2 separate regions of the Mus musculus genome follow, and region 1 is linked to region 2. A link is a contact called in public HiChIP or PLAC-seq data. All regions are on one chromosome and are shown on one strand. Each heading gives the region's core, a stretch centred on a gene start, on an enhancer-like site or on the middle of the called end of the contact. The rest is flanking DNA. Distances are from core to core; before and after follow the strand shown. Region 1 overlaps Frmd4a (FERM domain containing 4A). Region 2 overlaps Frmd4a (FERM domain containing 4A).

Region 1 (3,658 bases), core at 1,065-3,564, 240 kb after region 2:
TCCCCTCTGACCATGCTAATCAAGAGCTTGCCCAGCCATTGTGACTGCTGTAAGACAAGGTCTGGCAATCTAATAAAACGGGTCCAGAAAAAGGAAATGGGAGGAAAACATAGCTACATAGCCAAGGAAGTCTATGCATATTTGTGGGCCCAGATTTGTGCTTGGAAAAATTCCTACATATCAGGAGAGTGCCGTGAAGTGTGTATTCAGTTAAATCCCCAAATTTAGCCGCTGTGTTTGTGGGAGAATAAATATTAGATTTATCTCTTTAGACCTTGAGTTTTATGAACAACAAACTGAAATAAACAATAGGAAATCGACAACAAGGGACTGGCTATTATCTAGAAGAAGATTCTCTGGCCCTGAAGATGTCTCTCTCCGTGATTGAGACTATAGTTGCTACTTCCTGTTCCTTGAAAGGACAATGGTGTCTTATTGGAGGTGCCTAGCTAACCCGACCTTGCCTTAATTCAGCTGGGTCCCTGGTTACAAAGTAAAGCCTCTGAAATCCTAAGCATCAGAGGCACTTGGCTGCAGAAATCCACAGCTTACCATCCACATTATTATCACCCCCTCTTCACCACCGAAAGTCAGCGTTCCAAATGTGACATTTGTGTTCATTACAAAATGAAACCACTGGCCCGTTTAATTAACATTTGCTGTAAATATTCAGTGGTTCCCCAAGTGCCAAGAGGTAGCTAGCTGCAAGAGTGGCAGCAGGGCAGGGGCCTGGCAGAGCTCTCGCTGGCTGACGTCATCTGGATAGAGGTCAGTGTGTTACAGCCTTAGCTCATAGCCTCTGTGAGGTAAAAAAGAGATGCCATTCCCCAAGGCTGCAGGCAGGTCTAGATGTATAATCATTCAAGCAACCAGAATGGAGTACATACCTCAACTTCAGACTAGGATAAAATACTGAGTCCCGAGTCCTCTGAGCTGCTGTGGGTGTGACATGGCTCCTGGAGGTTACCATTCTGGCTGGCTTTGACCTCAGCCTAGACGGTTGCTCCTTTCAGCTCAGAAGAAAGCACTAAGATTATCCCTGGTGTGTGTGGAAAATAACTTATTTTAATATGTACATTTTGTGGGCTGGAGAAATGACTGGCGCGGGGCGGGGGAGGGGGGGAGTAAGACTGAATAAGCTGAGGGCATGGCCAGCTCAAAGGTATGGTTAAGGGGAAGGGTTTATTATAGGTGTGAGGAAGAAAACAGCCAGAGGCATCTGGAAGAGCATAGAGCAGAGAAGGCAATAGAACACGACCAGCAGACTGGCTTTGACCATGGGGTTAGAGGAGAGAGAAAGAGAAGGAGAAGACCAACATGGAGCAAAATGGAGAGGGGGTGCTGAAATAGCAGGGCTATAAAGAGAAGTGAGTATCTGGGGAGGGAAGCCCATGAGCTAAAGGCAGCGCTGAGAAGAGCCAGGATGCTAGCATGGACTCTGAAATGTGTGCTTGTACTTGTGATGCTGGGAGCCTGGAAGCCAGCGTGCACTTTAGTATATGAGTAAGCACCACAGATGTGTGCCTTGTGCCAGTGATAAGGGGATGGCTCTTTGGTAGAGAGGGAAGCAGCTTCATGGGTTCCTGGGGAATGCTGGCTTTTGTCTAGCCACCAGAATTCAGGGAAATGGAGTTTCCTTTGGGCCTGACAGCTGCCAGGCCTGGTGACCTGAGTTCCCTCCCTGGAACCCAGGTGGTGGACAGAGAGAGATGACTCTGCCAAGCACTCCTCTATCCTCCACAGACACAAGTGCATTCACACACAGGGAGGGGTTTGCCTTGCTGTTCAAGTATGATGAAGCCAACAGATCAAGGGTTGAAAGTGTCCTGTGACAGAGCCCAGGAGAAGAGGTGATGTCACATGGTGCCGGGAGAGTTGGGAGGCAAAGGGGGGAAAAGAAGGCAGTATCCTCTACTGGGCTTTCTATGGAAAGCCACTGCCGCGCTGGGAAAACAGGCTTGGGATTGGCTAATTTAAATGACTATGATTTCAATGGGCTTTCCAACCTAGGGCCTTTCCCATGTCATCTGGAACATGTCTCTGGTCAGAAAGGTAGGGGACCATGAGAGAAGAGATGGTGGCAGCATTTGAGAGTCAGTAGAGGTTGTAGAAGTGAGACTTTGGGCCCCTTAGTCATATTTGAGAGTTAGAGCTCTGATGGCCATGGGTAGCTTACTAGCTGTATGAACTGGCTGACTTTGAAGCCAGCAAGGCCCAGACATTCACGCATTGTAAAGATACGGTTAATGCCGAGCAGACTTGGGGTTGCCTGTATAGACCCTTGCAGCGGAAGATACATCTTTTGTTTTCCCTGGACTCACTCAGAAACTCAGAAGGTTCTTTGTAAACTGTTTGAGGAAGCCATCCCTTCCCTACATGGGCAGTTAAGGAGGAGCAACAGTGCCCCCTACTGACACAGAGGACCACAAACCAGATGTTCATAAAAGCACCAGACCTAGTTTTTTGGAGGGGGAGAGAGGAAAGGGCAACCTCAACTTTTCTTGCAAACCATCGAGTCCCCTCATTTCCCCAGAAATCTCTTCAACCTTGTGCCCGGCCAGGGTGGGAATAGAGATGTCTCGGGTCTCTTTTCATCCAGACATTTCACTTCAGAGTTTCCTAGCACAGATCGAAAGTTCAGGATGAATTAAACGCCCAAGGTTATGAACAAACACATGCCAGGCCCCAAGCCTCCAGGATTTTCCAGTCTGTTGTCTTGGTGATAAAGGTTAACAGGAAACTGCTTTCCGATTTCTGTCAAGAGGAGGATTGCTCTCTCTCTCTCTCTCTCTCTCTCTCTCCCTTTCCCCCTCCGCTCCCCCTCCCCTCTCCCTCTCTTGCTCTCCCTCTCTTGCTCTCCCTCCCTTCCACCTCTCTCCTAGCCATGCTTGTCATTTCTGCACCTCCTTGGACTTGACTGCCAGATGGTAGACGTCCATGAAAACGGAAGCGGGCGCCTGAGACAGCAGGGCTGCCGCCTCATTTACTTCTCCATTACCGCAGCGCGGAAGGGAGAAGTGGAGTGTTGGGCTCTTAGGAGATAGTCTTCAGGAGAAACCTGGGGCTGAGGAGGGGGGCTGAGGAGGGGGGTACACAGGACATCTCTGTGCTTTAGTTGAGGACTAAGGCAAACGGGATAAAGACACAGGACTTGGAAAACTGGGCTATTTCAGACCCCGTGGGCTTCCACTCAAACATTACTATGGCGATAAGCCTTCCCTGCCAGGCTTGGGAGGTCACTGGTGGGTTTTTGTCATTAAGAGACAAGCAAATCAGCAGCCATGCTTTATCCACTTTCTGTGTAGACAGGGAAAGACAGGAAGTAGCCTGAAACCTGGCTGTGTTGGGGGGTGAGACCCCACACCTGAAGTTTTATGACATTTTGCTTATCATTTGTTATTTCTTTGTCCTTACTCTTTCTCTGCTGATGTGGCTTAAATCTGAATTATACACACGCACACACAGATAGATACACACAGATGCAGACACATGCACACACACATACACACAGAGAGACACAGACACACATATACACACAGAAAGACACAGACATACAAACACACACACATACACACACAGAAACACACACACAAGCACAGACACACACAAACACACATGTACACACATACACACAGACACAGGCACACACACACATACA
Region 2 (3,879 bases), core at 151-2,650:
CCACACACACACACACACACACACACACACATAAGCACATAGTCACACAGACACTCACATATACACCTTCTTCTGGCGATGTTAGCAAGGGAAACTGGGAGCTAGGACTATGGTCACCACTAAGCCATTATATGGGTAAGAAAGCATTACAACTCCCTCTTTTTATTTATTCAGACCTTGGTTCTGTGCCAGCGGACATCCAGAGGAGCAAAGTACATTTCTGTCTTCTTTCATGACATACTGCTTCTTTGTTTCATAAAGTTAAGCACGGTTAGGCCATGCTTATGTATGCTTATGTATGTATGCTTGTTTATGGAGCTTTTTGAATGTTGGTATGTATTTACATATTTGTGGTGGAGTGCATATGTGTCCGTGGAGTGCATGTGCAAGTGTGTGCAAGAAGTCAGATGTCAGCCTTTAGTGTTGTTCCTCTGGTACCCTCCACCTTGGCTAACCCAAAGCTTGCTAATTTGACTACAATGGCTGACCAGGAAACCCAGAGACTCACCTCTCTCCACCACCTGAGGGCTGTGATTACAAGCACATACCATAATAACAGGATTTTTTAAAAGAAGGTGGCTTCTGAGGGTTCAGCACAGGTCCCCATGCTTATGCTACAAGAACTGTATTGGCTGGGCCATTTCCCAGATACTATTTAGCATTTGATTGTGGTCATTTCTTCAGGACGTTTTCCTACTTAAGTTGGAGGACTCAAGTGGCTCCCTACCTATCTTGGTCTTGGAAATCTCATTTAAAAAGTGCCAACGCCTATATGACGGCCTCCACCCTGAAAGTCTCACAGCTGGAGGAAAGGCAACCACTGTCCAACAAGACACAGCGACAGGTTTAAAGAAGCACAGCTCCCAGGAGTCCCCTGACTGGGTGGAAGTGGCATTCCCTCTCCTGCAAGTTAGGCAGCATGGATGAAATGTTTATAAGCAACATAGTAGTCCCCATATGCGTGGGAGCATTGATAGGAGCTAGTCCAACTACTGCAGCCTTGTATTCTTAACTTGCCTCTGCCAGCAATGCAACAAATGAACTATCTCCTCCATGCTCAAAATAGACACGGTTTTCTGAGGCCCAAAGTTCACCAGCTGGTCCCAATAAAGTGCCTTTAAAATTCCTGCAAGAAGATTATGCTTTGTGATTGTGCAAGAATATATATTGTCCCAAGCCTGTTCAGATGACCATAGCAATGTAAGGTGGAGGGACTTGTGATAGTGTTTGCATGACTTGTGATAGGGTTTTACAAGGAGAAATATTTCAGACGCTACAGGAAGTGACCATAACAACAAGTCATTTAAACAGCTCCATGAAGGGAGAGTGGAGCTGGGGACACGCATTCTTTCAGCGAGGCTGTAGCTAGGGAAAACGCCAATATAAAAACAACCTATTTTTAGGGGCTCAATATCTCTTCTGTAAATGCTTGTGAGTCATATTTTACAAGGGCAACACACTCAGCCACTGTTGTACCCCAGCTCCCAGCCACCTTAGGAGAAACAAAGAGGATTCCGTCAGTGAGCGCTTCCTGGCAAAATTGCTTGTGAGCTTTTGATTGCAAAATCATTATGTTTGGCACTGAGTTAAGTAGCAGGAAGAACCTGACTTGATTTTTCAAATCCCTCGGCTGATACAATGCTGCTCTTAAGCTTTTAAACTGCTCAGTTAGGCTCAAAAGTCTCAGGGAAGCTGTAAAATGTCTATTTTAGATTCTTAGTTTTTAGTGTGCTTCCCAAGCCCCGGCAGGATTTTAATGGCATATCTGTAACAGGAGACCCCCACGCTCATATCTGGGCCGTGGTGTCTTCTCTGCTGAGGCCAATAGATAATCCTCAGGGGTTAGAATACATAGTCTGGAGAACACATGCCAGCTGGGAGTCTGTGAAACCCCCAGGCGAGCCTGTGTGATGGGATACTATGCAGATGGCAGAGAACTCTGACCCATGTTCAGCTGAACCCTGGTGGCTTCCCAAAGAACTGCAGGGAGGGCCTTTAAATGACACTATGTGCTTCAAGTATAGGACATAGGATCTTTGTTTTAGTTGACATTGTTTTATTATTATCTTTCTCTTAAACTGGTAAACACAATAACGGGCCTTACATAAGCTCTGCATACATTGCTTTTTATTGCTTCTCGTCCCTTCTCCCTTCTTTGGGACCCTGCCCACCCCTGCCCCTGCCCCTGCCCCTGCCCCTGCCCCTGCCCCTGCCCCTGCCCCTGCCCCTACCCCTGCCCCTGCCCCTGCCCCTGCCCCCACCCCCTACCAATTCTCCTTCCTTTTCCAAGTCTATAAATTCTGTTATATTTTTTCTTACCACCCCCTACCTCTAGCTAAAGACATCTGGTTCCTTTTCTAGTTCTCTCTCTCTCTCAAATGCAGGAGCCACATATGAAAAAAAATATGCAGTATTCATCATTTTAGATCTGAGATATTTCACTTAATATAGTAGTGCCCACTTCTACTCATTTTGCTGCAAATATTATAATGTCATTTTTTCTTTCACAGCTAAACAAAATTCCATTGTGTGTAGGTATCATAAGACTTTTTCTCCATTCATCTGTTGTTAGACATTCCTTTACTGTAATGCAATAGTGAGCAAGGCATGCTGGCTTATCTGTCGTAAAACATATAGGCCTCTGGGTGATACCCAGGAGCAGTACAGCTGGGCCACTTCGTGGTTATGTGTTTAGTGTTTTGAGACTTCTATTCTGATTTCCACAGTGATTTAACTATTTTGCAGCCCCACTAGTCGTAAGTCAGGGTTCTGCTTTCTGGACATCCTCACCAGATGTGGTCTTTTGCGGTGCCGTAGAAAGAACATTAGCATCATCACAGTTAAATTTAAATAAATAAACTTAAATTTGGGATATGTCCATTATACGCTCTGAGCCTTAATTTCCATATCTGTGAACTATCCAGAGATAATAAGATCAACCCAACATCATCACCAAGAGAAGGATGAGCATGGGAAACCTCTGCCTTCTACTGATGAGGTCAGCTTGAGCCCACAATCCTGCCAGGGCCTCACCAGTGGTGGGAACACAGACTAGAATCACAGCTCCAGACTCTTGCCTCGGTCTTGAAGTGCCAAAAAGTGACTTTCATCTATATCCAGTAGTTATTCAAGTACAACACATACTCACCATAGCACTCAGGAGACAGCCCAATGTGCTGTTATATCAAAATAATTAAAAGAACATATTTATTTTGAGGAATGGAAATATTCATTGACTGCATGATGCATCTCCCTTTCCTATGTATAAATCATACTGTCTGCTAGTGTTACTGTGAAAAATGCTGTCAGGGAAAGAGGAAATATGCATTTCTTCTCTTAATACAATGTCAGGGCTATATCAGCCACCTCGCTTCTGCAGGCTTCTTACTGCCTGCCTCAGGATGCAGCCTACATTGAGGAGTCACAGAATGGACTGAGTCTTAGATGATGAACTCAGTCAACCATCCCTGAGTCAACTACAGCTGAGCTCTGACTCTGGTCATGAGATGGTCATTTCCTCATTGTTTGACATTGGGCATTCTGAAGCCGACCTCTAAAAGCATGCAGATAGCATCCAATGACACTTGTGTAGGTGCACATGTTAGTTGCTGTTGTACAGCTGTGACAAAACACTTGTAGGAGAGACAATGGATTTTGCCTCAAGGGGTCAGAGCATTCAGTCCATGGTCCCTGGCTCCATGTTTTGAGGCCTCAACCTAACTGTGCTGTGAGTTTTCACTATGCCACATTGGACATCATAATAGTCTAGACCCTACCTACTTCATGGAGTTAGGTACTAAGTACGTTAATTCGTGCAAGTCACTTAGTGTCTTTCCCTAAGGGAAGAGTGTCATCAGTGTCAGCTACTGCTTAATCCAG

What was found. HiChIP or PLAC-seq counts read pairs in DNA pulled down with a chosen protein or histone mark.
Region 1: a contact with region 2 is called in an H3K27ac HiChIP or PLAC-seq map of heart atrium, with 10 times the contacts expected there. The contact joins two enhancer-like sites. A contact is called at or near these places in 1 of 484 Hi-C or Micro-C datasets (bone marrow-derived macrophages) and 4 of 115 datasets of contacts at active chromatin or transcription factors (cardiomyocytes, fibro-adipogenic progenitors, heart atrium and 1 more).

Annotation. Positions count from the first base shown.
Region 1 is chr2:4,490,332-4,493,989 of GRCm38.p6, forward strand. The region is part of intron 4 of Frmd4a (FERM domain containing 4A); the gene reads left to right. The region is part of intron 3 of Gm39751 (a long non-coding RNA gene); the gene reads right to left. Among named protein-coding and RNA genes, the nearest start is that of Gm39751, 22 kb to the right of the region's middle. Within about 2 kb of position 2,315, at least 83 of the 459 cell types and tissues checked have an H3K27ac peak or open chromatin away from gene starts, as enhancers often do. A contact at or near this core is called in heart atrium and pancreatic cancer cells, where this site is marked.
Region 2 is chr2:4,251,656-4,255,534 of GRCm38.p6, forward strand. All of the region lies in intron 1 of Frmd4a (FERM domain containing 4A), which reads left to right. Gm39752 (a long non-coding RNA gene) reads left to right here. Exons shown (of 2, transcript XR_865942.2): 2 at 1-3,879. Among named protein-coding and RNA genes, the nearest start is that of Gm39752, 6.2 kb to the left of the region's middle. RefSeq lists an enhancer at 364-2,282. Within about 2 kb of position 1,401, at least 90 of the 459 cell types and tissues checked have an H3K27ac peak or open chromatin away from gene starts, as enhancers often do. A contact at or near this core is called in heart atrium and pancreatic cancer cells, where this site is marked.